Regions from separate parts of the Drosophila melanogaster genome. Here region 1 is linked to region 2. A link is a contact called in public HiChIP or PLAC-seq data. All regions are on one chromosome and are shown on one strand. Each heading gives the region's core, a stretch centred on a gene start, on an enhancer-like site or on the middle of the called end of the contact. The rest is flanking DNA. Distances are from core to core; before and after follow the strand shown. Region 1 holds the start of Ugt35A1 (UDP-glycosyltransferase family 35 member A1). Region 2 holds the start of Ak3 (Adenylate kinase 3).

Region 1 (5,950 bases), core at 2,537-5,036, 280 kb before region 2:
CCCCACCAGAAAGTCAATGTTCCAGGACGATCCGTAGGCGGCAACCCCCAACAGCGGTGCATTAAAGTGCTGCGAAAATCCGTAGAGGGCATCGTTGTGTGACGCCTCCAAAATAATCAGCGAATACTTGGCACTGGCGTTGCGGAGCAACTCCTGCACCCCAGGATCTTCAAGGACAAACTTTGAACAGTTGTAAAAGTACTCGGACAAGAATTGAGCCTCCGTCCATTTGGTTAAATCGGTGTCATATTCAAAATCCAAGAGAACTGAAATCAAAATTAATTGAAATACATATTTCAAGGTTGTTCTAAACTTAATTTTAAAATTTTAATTAAAACTAAGCTATTGGAGACATGGCCGCAGTGGACCTAAATTAAATTACCTTACCTCGTTTTTCAAACTTAATTAGGCTGAACTAGGCTAACAAATTTTATATTTGGTAATGGCAAGCAAAAAGTGTAAAATGATTGGGTTGATTATTCAAACCATTGCGATAACAATTCTCTGGTGCCGTTTTGATAAGCGTAGATTATTTTCAATAATTCAGTAGGGCACTTTTGTTCGGTTCTACATATTTATAGGTATAGAGCTATATAGAAGCGTTGAGGTTCATTACTTTTCATCAGCATATCCAATTTGGGCACTCGAATGTGATGGACACCCTCTATGTGGGGCATAATCGTTACGGCCGATATCAAAGTTAGCTGGTGGCCCCGCTGGACAAGATTCCTTAAGAACGGAGTAATCAGCAAGTAGGACGAGCCAAAGGTGTACGAGAATACGGCCAAGATATTTTCCGCATTGGTCAGTTTCGGACACAAAAGGCCAAAAAGCAAAACCGTGAGCAGTAGACCAGCAATACCCGGGCCGCTGAACATTTCACGTAATTCGACCGCACATGCCGATAGACGAAATGATACTATTTTGGTTTTGGTCAAAATAAATTCTCTTCGGTGTAATCTAATCAGCGAACAAATACAATGAGCGAAAATGCACAAGAAATCGGCTGGAAATCTCTTCAGTCAGTCAGTTTGAAAGCGGTCGCTCAATCGATATGTTTCCTCCGGGGCGATGGCTTCTCCCGATGTTCTGGCTGATTTCGAACTCGATATGTTGGATACGTAGTTCCCGCATCCTCGTCATCGCCCCCTTTGAATCCCACTCGCAATGCATGCTTGTGACACCCTATATCCAGGCTCTAAAAGATCGGGGTCACCAGCTGACGGTGATACATGCATACAAGCACTGCATGCACAAAATTGAGGATGTCACCTTTATACGAATATGGTATAATAATAATGTTTTTTTAGGTAAGTATCAAAATCTTAATTGCCCATTGAATCATTATCTCAGATAAGGTAGTGTGTATGTACTTATGTCAGACGCAAGAGTGTAAATTTATTCTAATTGCAATTTTATCAACTGCCAAAATAAGAATCAATCAAGCGAAGTGTAGTTTCTTTTAGATTAGATTCTTAGATTCTTTAGATTAAAGAACAGAAATCTCTAATATATATGCTTTTGTCTCATATTTACTGCAGAGTTTGAGGAATCCGTTGGAATCGCTTCAGCGAACAATAAGTGGGAGGAAATTAGTTCTATGTCGAGTCTTATGGCAAATGCTACGCTTAATGTCCTCAATAATGTGGAAGTTCGAGCATTAATGAAGTCAAGAATAACATTTGACGCGGTGGTCCTGGAAGCTGGATATAGTGACGTGCTCTATGGCATGGCAGCCCATTTCAGCGCCCAACTGATCGGAATTTGCACCTGCGTAGCAGATTGGAATATAAATAACCTGGTGGGTTTTTCAACATCCACTTTGACAGAGCCCATAATGCCATTTCGTGCAAAGTATGTGAAAAACGTTTGGGATCGCATCTACAATTGGTTATACACAACCGAAGAGTGGCTGCTGATCAACTTGGTATTTTTACCAAAACAGCGCCTTATCCACGACCACTTCTTTGGCCATCTGGAGAAGAGCTTCCATGAGATCCGGCAAGACTTTGCATTGATGCTGCTCAATCAACACTTTAGCCTGTTTCGGGCCAGACCCAATGTGCCGGGAATGGTTGAAGTAGCTGGTCTACACATTCCCAAAGAGGATCCACAGCTGCCGAGCGATCTGCAAGTGTTCATCGATGAAGCAGAACATGGAGTGATCTTGTTTTCTCTGGGTCTGGAACAGGACAGTAAAGATTTGCCAAGGAAAACGCAGGAAATTCTGGTGGAGACTTTCAAATCGGTTCCACAGCGTGTGATTTGGAAGTTCGATGGTGAATCTACGATGAGTCTGGGCACTGATATCTACCACTCCAAACTTTTGCCACAGCAAGCAATTTTGGCTCATCCAAACGTAAAGCTCTTTATAAGCCATTGCGGAATGATGAGCGTTATAGAAGCTGCCTACTATGCGAAGCCAGTATTGGGCCTTCCATCGTTTTTCGATCAATTCAGGAATTTGGAAATCATGAAGGAGGAGGGAGTAGCTCTGGAGTTGAACATCAATAGCTTGACAGTAAAAGAGTTGAAGGATGCTATACACAGCATGATAAATGAGCCGGAATATCGAGAGAGTGCCTTGGCTATTTCCCAAAGATTTAGGGATCAGCCCATTCATCCTTTGGATGCGGCCATTTATTGGACGGAGTACATAATACGCTACAAGGGTGCAGATCACATGAAAATATCTCAGTCCCAGTTAAAGTTGTTCGATTACTATTCCCTGGACAATTTCATAATGGTCGGATCGCGGCTATCCTTGGTGGTGGCTTTAGTTTTTCTGGTCCTCTCAAAAAGCAGAAGATGGCTAAATCATTTGTCAACATCTGCAAAGTCATTTCTACCTACGAAACATCTAATTAGAAGTTAATTTTAGATATACGTTTATTAATCATGTATACGATTTATTAATAAAATCGTAGCTGTAAAAATAACAAATTAAAATGTGAATACAAATTAATATTTTAGAAAATACGAATAAATACAATAAATATTTTCAACTGGATTGTAATTATTTTATGACTGTTTTTTAGCCTGATTACAGGAGGGACAATGAATGATAAGCGCTATTGGTAGGTAGCTTTATCTAATCTTAATAGCCCCTAATTTACGATTATTTCTAAGTATTAGACTCATTTTATGGAACCATTTAGTGCACGTCTGTGACGTTCTGTACAATTAGACAGCAATATATTTCTATATTTTCATTCAATTTTCAACATATATGTAAAGAGAATTTTATTAAAATTTATCAGCCAAAGCCAAAACTGAATTACTAAAAATGTTTGAATAGATAAAGAATCTACTAAACGATTATAAACATTTTGCAAGTTCTCTGAGCGCAAGACATTTTGTTTACCAACAAGTTACTCAAAATCAACTGGAGAGTTTGAGAACCAAAAGTCGATAGAGCGCTTAAGAGAACTTAAGAGAACCAGATTGAAAAAAGAGTGCTATTTGTTTCTCCTATTAGTTACATAACATCTGAGTATTGTGTGTAAACAATCAACAAAGTTGTTTGAGTCAAGCCGGTGACGCCAAAAATGTATATATATACAAATATATATATATATATATATATATATATATATATATATATATAAGTGCATAAATTAAAACATACAAAGAGAGCGAACTGTGAATTTGTTTTGGTTTGAAATTAATAGGCCACTGTTTCGCTTCGTTGAACTTGCTTTGTGTGGGCAATGAGTAAATTTTGGGCGATTCTTCTAATCGTCATTCCCCGATAATTATATATGAAAAAGTTCTTATGTTAGATTAGTTGTCGTTCGTCAGCGAATCGCTGCGGTTGCCTTGCAAATGGGTGGAATATTTTCTGTAACTGGTCTTGGCATTCTGCTAATTGGCCTGATATGGCTGTTCGCCGCAAATGCCGATGAAGGGGTTCAAAGTTCGCGCATATTGGCCGTGTTTCCTTTTCCCGGCCGATCGCAGTACATTTTCGCTGAGCAGTTTATGAAGGAACTGGCCCATCGGGGTCACAATGTCACCGTAATCAATACCTTTGGTAGCGATAAAAACGAGCCCAACTTTCGGGTGATTGGTGCTAAAAAAATTCACGAAATAATGGCGGGTAAGTAAACTCAAGCAGTTGTCAGGTATTTCTTCAAGTTATCTATTAAAATTCACATTTATTGTAGCATTTGGAAATGCAGATTACACCCAAACGGCGAGTCAATGGCAAATGTTGACTATGACCACACAGTTTCTCAATCTTTTGACCACAAGTATCCTGGATGATGCGGCTGTAAAGGATTTACTGAACAGCGGCGAGAAATTCGATTTGGTTATAATGGAAGCGGTGCAAACCGAAGCCCTCTTCGGTTTGATCCAGCATTTTGGAGCAGAAACCATAGGTATCTCATCGTACGGCACAGATACACACATCGATGAGTTAATGGGCAACATATCGCCATTGTCCTACAATCCCTTGCTACTCTCATCGCGAACGGAGCAAATGGATTTCAAGGATCGTGTGATGAATGTGTTTGAAGCCTCGGTAATGTGGCTGCACAAGAGGATTGTCCACCTGCCGTCTCAACGGGATCTGTATGCGAAATACTTTCCCACGGCCAGGAAATCATTGGATGAAGTTTTGGACAGCTTTGCGCTAATGCTTCTCGGCCAGCACTTTTCCCTGAGCTATCCACGCCCCTATTTGCCCAATATGATCGAGGTGGGCGGACTGCATTTACAACAGAAGCGAAAGGTTCAGCCCTTAGCAAAGGAACTGTCGGAATTTGTCGAGCAATCGGAGAAGGGAGTAATCTATTTCTCCATGGGTTCCAATATCAAAAGCAAAGACTTGCCGCCATCCACACGAAAAATGCTAATGCAAACCTTTGCCAGTGTGCCACAACGTGTGCTGTGGAAATTCGAGGATGATCAGTTGCCCGAAAAACCCGATAATGTCTTCATCAGCAAGTGGTTCCCCCAACCCGATATTCTCGCTCATCCGAATGTTAAGCTCTTCATCACCCACGGAGGTCTATTGAGCACCATCGAGAGTATATACTTTGGAAAGCCCATACTTGGATTGCCCATTTTCTATGATCAGCACTTGAATGTTCAGAGGGCCAAGCAGGTAGGCTATGGTCTCAGTGCTGATATATGGAGTGTCAATGCGACAGAACTGACGCCTTTGATCCAGGAATTGCTGAGTAATCCCAGTTATGCGGCAGCAGCTCAGACTAAATCCAAATTATTCCGAGATCAGAAGGAAACCGCTTTGGAGCGCGCCATTTGGTGGACCGAGTACGTATTGCGGCATAAGGGAGCCAAACACTTGAGATGTGCTTCGCGTGATCTGGATTTTATTCAGTTCCACGGACTGGACACCTGGGGGCTCCTCATCGCAATCACTTTTGTCTCCCTACTGATCGTCGTTATTTTGATTAAATGCTTACAAAGGGTCTTCGTTTCGCTTATAAGTAAAATCCGAAAAAATCGTGCGGAGGCGAGTAAATTGAAGACCCAGTAATCAATTAAAGTCGATTAACTGTTTGAGTTCATGCCGCCACCGACTTATGTTTCCTCTTAGAGCAGTAAACATTTGCATTTTTGTTTTGTTACCAGCACCTGTGAATTAATTTTTAAATAAATAAATGAAAAAAAAAATATTAAATTGTTTTCATATTAGCTATTTAGACATCATAGCAAAAAAAAATGCTCATTGGGGCGACTAATTATTTAAATTCATTCAAAAGAAACTACTGCTAATACGTCAAGTGCTGTCATTATAATCATATAGTGCACGCATGAACCTTGGCCTCTACTTAACCGTAGCTTAAAGCTCTATTATTAACTGACTACTTTAAAAGCTATGTAAGGCATAGAAAATTTAATTTTTAATTTGATATGCATACCCTTAAAGAAGAATCGAGGTTTTAAGCTAAAGTAAGAACCTATTTTTTGAATTTTTTCA
Region 2 (6,575 bases), core at 316-2,815:
TCCGAAACGGAGGATCCCATTGAATTGCTTAAGAAGATCGACTTCCAGGAGGCCCTCAGGTGAGTTTTGCAGCTAAAGAGGCTTATTGCACAATAAGTATACATTTTCTTGAGATTCTCCCTGCCTAACCAACTGGGATAGACAAGACAACAAGTATGTACCAGGAATTATTTAGCTTGACTTCCGAACTGCAATTGCATCCTAAACGATGTTCCTTCAAATCTGGGATGAACAATGCGGTTTTGTTGTCAATGCTGTTGAATATTTTACAATACGCAGTTAATGCCACAGTTTGTGTTTCTTTTAGGCTCATGAACAGCACCAGGAGCGATGAGGAACGCAAGGCCAAGATCAAGAGCTATCTAAAAGAAGGAGGAAAAGAGTCACCACCTCCCCCGCCACCAATGAAAAAAACAGCAGTCTCATCTAGAAAGTCAAGCTTTGACAATGTGGGACCCAGCACATCGCGTCATGCGGCCTCCGTTGTTGGCTTTGGAGGCGCCCAGCCACCACCAGCGCCCAAGTTTCTGGGGCAAAAGAAACATCCGGAGCCGGCACCCAAGCTCTCCTTTCAGATTAAGAAACGACCGCTGCAGATGGACAAGCTGGGAATGCTGCGTCTAGCAGCGCCAGCGGAGCCACTCAAGGGAGGACGGAGCAGCAGCTCCCGCAGCCGGAGTAGGAGTAGAAGCCGCTCGCGAAGTCGCTCACGTAATCGTCGGCTTGGAAGGAGCACGCGTTCGTCGCTCAGGAGCCGGCGTTCTGGCTCGAGGTCCAGATCGATTAGCCGATCACGGTCGCGTCGCCGACGTACCTACTCCCGTTCGCGCAGCCCCTCGCCACGCAGTTACGGAAATCGCTTTGTGATTGGACGCTACCGTAATCGCCGAACTCGGCGTTCGCGCTCCTTTCATCGTCGGCGTTCTCCATCGCCCATTTTGAAACGCCGATCGCCTTCACCATTTGTGCCCCGTCGCACACCATCGCCGGCATCCCGCTATCGACGCAGCCGATCCCGCAGTCGCTCCCGCTCACGCAGTCGGAGTCCTCGACGCTTTCAGTCTCGCTACATGCCGAGGGATCGTGGCTCCGTGAATCGAAGCAGGTACTCCTGGCACAATCCCCATAAACGCAGTGTATCACGCACCGTGGAGCCAAATGGCAAAGATGAAAGGGCAGCTACTCCGCCGAAAAAGGGTGTTGCTGATGATAGATCTGGACGAGAAGAAAGGGCGTAAACAGGGCCTCGCCTACGAGTCTTAAGTTTCCTTTTAGCTGATAGGGTACATTTGATTTGATATTCAAATTTGTAAAACGCTCCCTTTGGGAATTGTTCATTGGTCACTAAATAAAGAAGCTTGCGAAGCGAATTTATTACAAACTATAACAATCAATCGATTATTGGTTCTTTTCAGACAACACGTAGCGTAAAGTAAAATCAGGAAATTGTCGGTATTTAAAATTTGAATATAGCGTACAAACATATAAAAATGTAAGTATATGAATCGCATATCTATGCAAAATTAATCAATGTTAGGATAAGTACTTCAAAACTAAACACAATAGTTTGTCATTTTTGTATTTCAGATATCAGATTCTGATTTTGCACATGGAATGAACTGAAAGTCCAACGCGTAGTGAGAGTGTAAGAGAGCCCCAATAGAGAGCGCAATATCCCGGAGAGTGTATCCCCCGCCGTGCCCCTTATCAACACTTCACGCTGCACTTTCGCAGTGAGAGACGGAGAGTAAGAGAAAAAGTGGTTAAAGAGGGGACGAACACCCGGCTGTTAGTGTTAGTTGGGGCTCCTAAGAGAGAGCTAAAGCGAGAGAGACAAGTCTGGAAGCTAAACAACAAGCACCAAGCAAACACGAAAGATAACGACTTGTTTCATTTGATATTCGCCAGCCGGCAGAAGCGGAACAAACAAAAAAAAAGAAAAAACAAACTTCGGACGCCGCAGCTGCGGACACGAAATTAGAATACTTACGGCGACAAGTTATCGCACAAATTAGTACGCGAACGAGAATTGCTACCGAGATACGTCGGCGGACACCCGAAATTTTTCCCAAAAACCAAGGTGCCGTGTAAGTGTGAAAGGAGGTGGTTTTTACCAGCTGCTAATTTATATAACTATGAAAGCCAGTAAAAGTGCAAGGCCGCGTGCAGTGCAGAAATGCAGAATTGCAGAAAAACAACACAACACGCGCGACATTAACACTAAACACGTACATATATACATGTCTACATATATTCTCTATAATTTTCCGTGCGGACTTTGGACGATAAGCGGGGCGACAACAATATCTGGTTATACATGAAGACAAAGAACATAAGGCTGAAAAGCCACGCTTGTCTCTTCTGTTTGTTGTTTTTGCTGGTGGCGCTCTTTTAAGTGTTTGCGCTACACTTGTTACCAAGCGGCATGTTGGTTCACGAGCACAAAAGCTGACAAGTGATTTAGTGTTATATTTACCCACTCTTTATTGCCGTGTTCGCTCACAAATTGAATGGAATCATTGGTTGGATTCCCGTGATTAGTCACACATAAAACACATAAGCTTTAGCGAAAACTATGACCTTCATCACCTCTGTATCAAACAATTGTGGCGTGCTTGATAGTCTTATCGCCCATAAAAGTAGTCGAGTATGGTCAACTGAAATAATTTTGGTTTTACTGCCAAGATTATATGTTATTGACCCTAAATCAAAATATAAAAACAGATCCTATATTAAATAGATAAACCGAATTTTTTTATCATATCATATTAAATTTAACCATGTATCAATTCAATTTTTTGTCTTGCAGCTCAAGGAGAGGTTGAAGAACTAGAGCTTAGACATGTTTACGAAAATCTTTCGCGCTGTGATAATCGGAGCCCCCGGCTCGGGCAAAGGAACTATTTCGGAATTGATCTGCAAGAACCATGGATGTGTGCACATCTCCACGGGGGACATTCTGCGCCAGAACATCATAAAAAACACAGAACTTGGAAAAAAGGCCAAGCAGTACATTGCTGAAGGTAAACTGGTGCCCGACGCGATTGTGACCAAGACGATGCTGGCCCGGATAACCGAGGTAGGCAACAGGTCGTACATCCTAGACGGATTCCCGCGCAATATAGCCCAGGCCGAGGCACTGGCTGCACGCGAGCAAATCGATGCCGTGATCACGCTGGACGTTCCACATAGTGTGATTATCGACCGGGTCAAGAATCGCTGGATCCATGCGCCCTCCGGCAGGGTGTACAATATTGGCTTCAAGAATCCCAAAGTGCCTGGCAAAGATGATGTGACGGGGGAGCCGCTGATGCAACGCGAAGATGATAAACCCCATGTGGTGGCCAAGCGACTGGAGCTCTACGATGAGGTGATGAGCCCGGTAATAGCCTGGTACGAAAAGAAGGGTCTGGTTGCCACTTTCAAGGGAAAACAGACAAAGGAGATCTGGCCGATGATGGAGCTTTTCCTCAACGACCGCATAAATGCGTAATGGAGCAACCCCGAAATTACATCCAATGTGCACAAACTAACGATAAACTGCTGTGTTCAATTAAGTGCATAATATATTTAGATATATATAAATGAATACGTATGAAATATGTATGTTTGTGGGCCGGTTAAGAGGAACAGGCGTATAATTAATGTAATTGCGAAGCCTTACACAGTAGCAGCTGTCATGTATTCCTTCTTCCACAGATATCATTCCCCTCATGAGCATGTCTTGCAGCTCCCCCCTTTTTTGTATAAACATATTTTTGTACTCGTATTCTGTGCTCTGATAATAAATCGCGTTTTTTATATATATAAATATATATATATATGCGCTGATAACAGCCGACTTTGACTTTTGGGCAGTTAACGGACAGCCGTCGATCTATTTTTAGGCAATGTCCACAAACCCTTGGCCCCATGCGTGAAGCCAACACTTTTAGCTTCACCTCATGACACCCAAATGCCCTTCATTTTATCGCGTAGCGCATTAATTTCTAAAAAATATGGGATAGTGTGGCGCTCCCGTTTAGTCTCGCGCTCTCTTACTCACACATGCACGGACCAGCTGCTGTTCTCACGCACACCTGTATAGTGGCAAATCACAACAGAGAGGCGCTTGTACAGTCAAGGGCGCCCAATTATGTCAGATTTAAAATTCTTTAAGTCATTTATAAAAAATTCAATAAACCACTTATTGTTTTAAAGGTATACTTCATAATAAAATGGAGATAGCTGTTTGCCTTTTAAACACTATACTTCGGAATATACCATTACTGGGAATCTTATTTCTGGATAATTAAAAAAAAAAACCTATATAAACCCCTTTGTGGCCACCACTGTGCTGCGAGCGCCCTCTCACCTCTCTCTCATTTAGACCCGACTTGCGCTTGGCCCAATATTACGGCTTTTTCGGCACGCCAACTGAGTGTGCCTCTCTTCGCACATGCCCCCACCGTCTACACTCCCCTCTCGCGCGATGCGTTTGGGTTGGCATTTCCTGAAACAAATGCCAGTACTCAAGAATCGTGAAGAACGAAAAGAAATTCAATTGCAATTGCAACGGGCGGCAATTGAAAGCTTATCGATGAATGAAAGGCGAGCGCCGAAGGCAATTAGAGGAATTTGCGAGCAAGAATCTCGAAATTGCGGTGAAGCGGAGGGGGAGGAAGCCCCATAAAATGGCCGCTGTGCTTTGTTAACTGATGGAGTTCTTTGTTTATGCGAATGGGGCCGCAACGAAAGTCCAGCTGACCATCGGGCGGACAATGGATTGCAAACCGCTGACAAAACAGAAAAAAGCACATTTCTATTTGTGGAGTACATGATGGGTTGTGCAGAAAACCATCTTTGTTAATATTAGATTACTATATCTAAGCTAAATCTTTTCGGTAATACGATCTATATGTACACATGTAAACAATACCCAGAATCATAAACTAAGAGCCTAACGTTAAATGTAGGGTTTTGAAACACTTTCTCTGCGTGTCTACAGCTGAGTCATGGATGATGCAAGCCGAGCTTTGAGATGTGCATTCCAGGAAGCGGCAAGTTATGCTCGACTGGCACTTACCGCGTATTTTGGTGCGCTTGTTGACGTTCATCCAGATCTCGCCGCGAATTATGTCGCCCGCAAAGTAAACCCGATCCGCGCTGTCCAGCGTGATTCGCAGCCGCTCGCTTTCCATTCCGCTGGCGTTGATGGTGATGACTCCTCCGGTTTGGCCACTTTCCTCACGCACTTATCCAAAAATAATTTCGTCATCAAAATGCCGCCACATACAAACGTACATGGATGCACTGCAGCACCACGGCCCGCACCACCCTAAAGTATATGCAGAATAGTAGCACCACCACACGCACTCGCCTCACGATTTACGATTTGATGTTACTACACACACCGCGCGGTGAGTGGGAGCTTTTTCGCGCTGATTGTGGCCAGTTCTTGGGGAATCTCGATATCCATCAATTCGCAATGGCCCACAAGTGTTGGTCGCACACCCCGGGCTAATTTAATTCGATTGCTGTCGTCCGCTGGCGGGTTGAATAATTAAATTTCTTATAAATTTACGAGATCCGTGAGTTACGCTTTTTTGTTGTAGCTGCAGCTCTCTTTCGATAACCGTGAGAGCGGCGGTCCGATAGCACGAACAGCTGTTGCGCGGTGCTGCCACCGGGCGCCTGGCCAGCTGAAGCGGTTAATTCGCAGACTTTTTAATCGGTATTTTCAAATGTGTCTAATTTAAAGTTTAAGTTCTAAACAGCGTTTCTTAAATGCACTGTTTTCAGTTGTAATGCAAGAGTTCAGAAATGCTTGGTAGTAATGGTCTTTTTTTATGGTTTGATGTTTGAAAAGAGAAGAAGAAACTCTCTGTTTGAATATCGCCAATAATTTAAGTTGATATATTTCACTACGAATAATAATTACCAAATATTTTACTGTATAGATAACAAAACGCTCAGCTTAGATGTCAGCGATGATTGAAGCATACATACATATTTTATTAAGATTAAACTTTAGTTGGCTTAGCAGCATAATGCTCCATATAGTATTTCGTGTGCTTCCCCGTTCTGTCCTTCGCTTCTTCTTCTTGTAACCTCTCGCGCACAAAAGTTTGCTTCTCGGTTCTTCGGTCTCACCAAAGACTTTTGAGAATTCAGTATTAAGCCAGAGCTGCTCGCGTTCGGAGCTTGCGAGCTGAGTCGCCGGAACCCTCGAATACATCGAATCCCTACCTCTTCCACCAACTATCAATAAAACAAACAAAGGAACTTGATAGCGCGATACCACCCGACACCGTCGCCAAGGAGCCAATTCTGGACAGGATGAGCAGCAAGGTGAACTTCGTCTTCGACAGCAATCCTTTGGGGCTCTATCAAGCCGGTCAGCTTATCTCCGGCACGGCGGAACTGATTACGGAGCGCCCCAAGACGATTCGATGTAAGTGACACCGACATGCGGAAGAAGACGCACTACATACATATGTATTCTAATGGACTCGAAACCATGACGTCATCCCCCTCCATCACCATTCAAATTCTGAATCCCATACCGTTTTACCATCCACTAATAAATAAATATC

What was found. HiChIP or PLAC-seq counts read pairs in DNA pulled down with a chosen protein or histone mark.
Region 1: a contact with region 2 is called in an H3K27ac HiChIP or PLAC-seq map of the Kc167 cell line, with 9 times the contacts expected there. The contact joins the promoter of Ugt35A1 here to the promoter of Ak3 in region 2. A contact is called at or near these places in 6 of 107 Hi-C or Micro-C datasets (the Kc167 cell line, the S2 cell line and the Sg4 cell line) and 1 of 6 datasets of contacts at active chromatin or transcription factors (the Kc167 cell line).

The regions. Positions count from the first base shown.
Region 1 is chr3R:11,170,500-11,176,449 of dm6, reverse strand. It overlaps Ugt35A1 (UDP-glycosyltransferase family 35 member A1), which reads left to right and starts at 3,786. Exons shown (of 2, transcript NM_079590.3): 1 at 3,786-4,099; 2 at 4,167-5,633. The coding sequence starts at 3,826. The coding sequence ends at 5,506. It overlaps Ugt304A1 (UDP-glycosyltransferase family 304 member A1), which reads left to right and starts at 1,042. Exons shown (of 2, transcript NM_144362.2): 1 at 1,042-1,310; 2 at 1,542-3,009. The coding sequence starts at 1,055. The coding sequence ends at 2,875. Ugt303A1 (UDP-glycosyltransferase family 303 member A1) reads right to left here and starts at 921. Exons shown (of 2, transcript NM_001275541.1): 1 at 617-921; 2 at 1-266. The coding sequence starts at 878.
Region 2 is chr3R:10,884,578-10,891,152 of dm6, reverse strand. It overlaps Ak3 (Adenylate kinase 3), which reads left to right and starts at 1,565. Exons shown (of 2, transcript NM_001300350.1): 1 at 1,565-2,080; 2 at 2,810-3,808. The coding sequence starts at 2,843. The coding sequence ends at 3,493. Leash (leash) reads right to left here and starts at 5,613. Exons shown (of 3, transcript NM_141780.4): 1 at 5,066-5,613. The coding sequence starts at 5,180. It overlaps CG6621, which reads left to right. Exons shown (of 8, transcript NM_141779.3): 6 at 1-59; 7 at 142-153; 8 at 308-1,385. The coding sequence ends at 1,238. It overlaps CG14696, which reads left to right and starts at 6,152. Exons shown (of 4, transcript NM_141778.2): 1 at 6,152-6,433. The coding sequence starts at 6,319.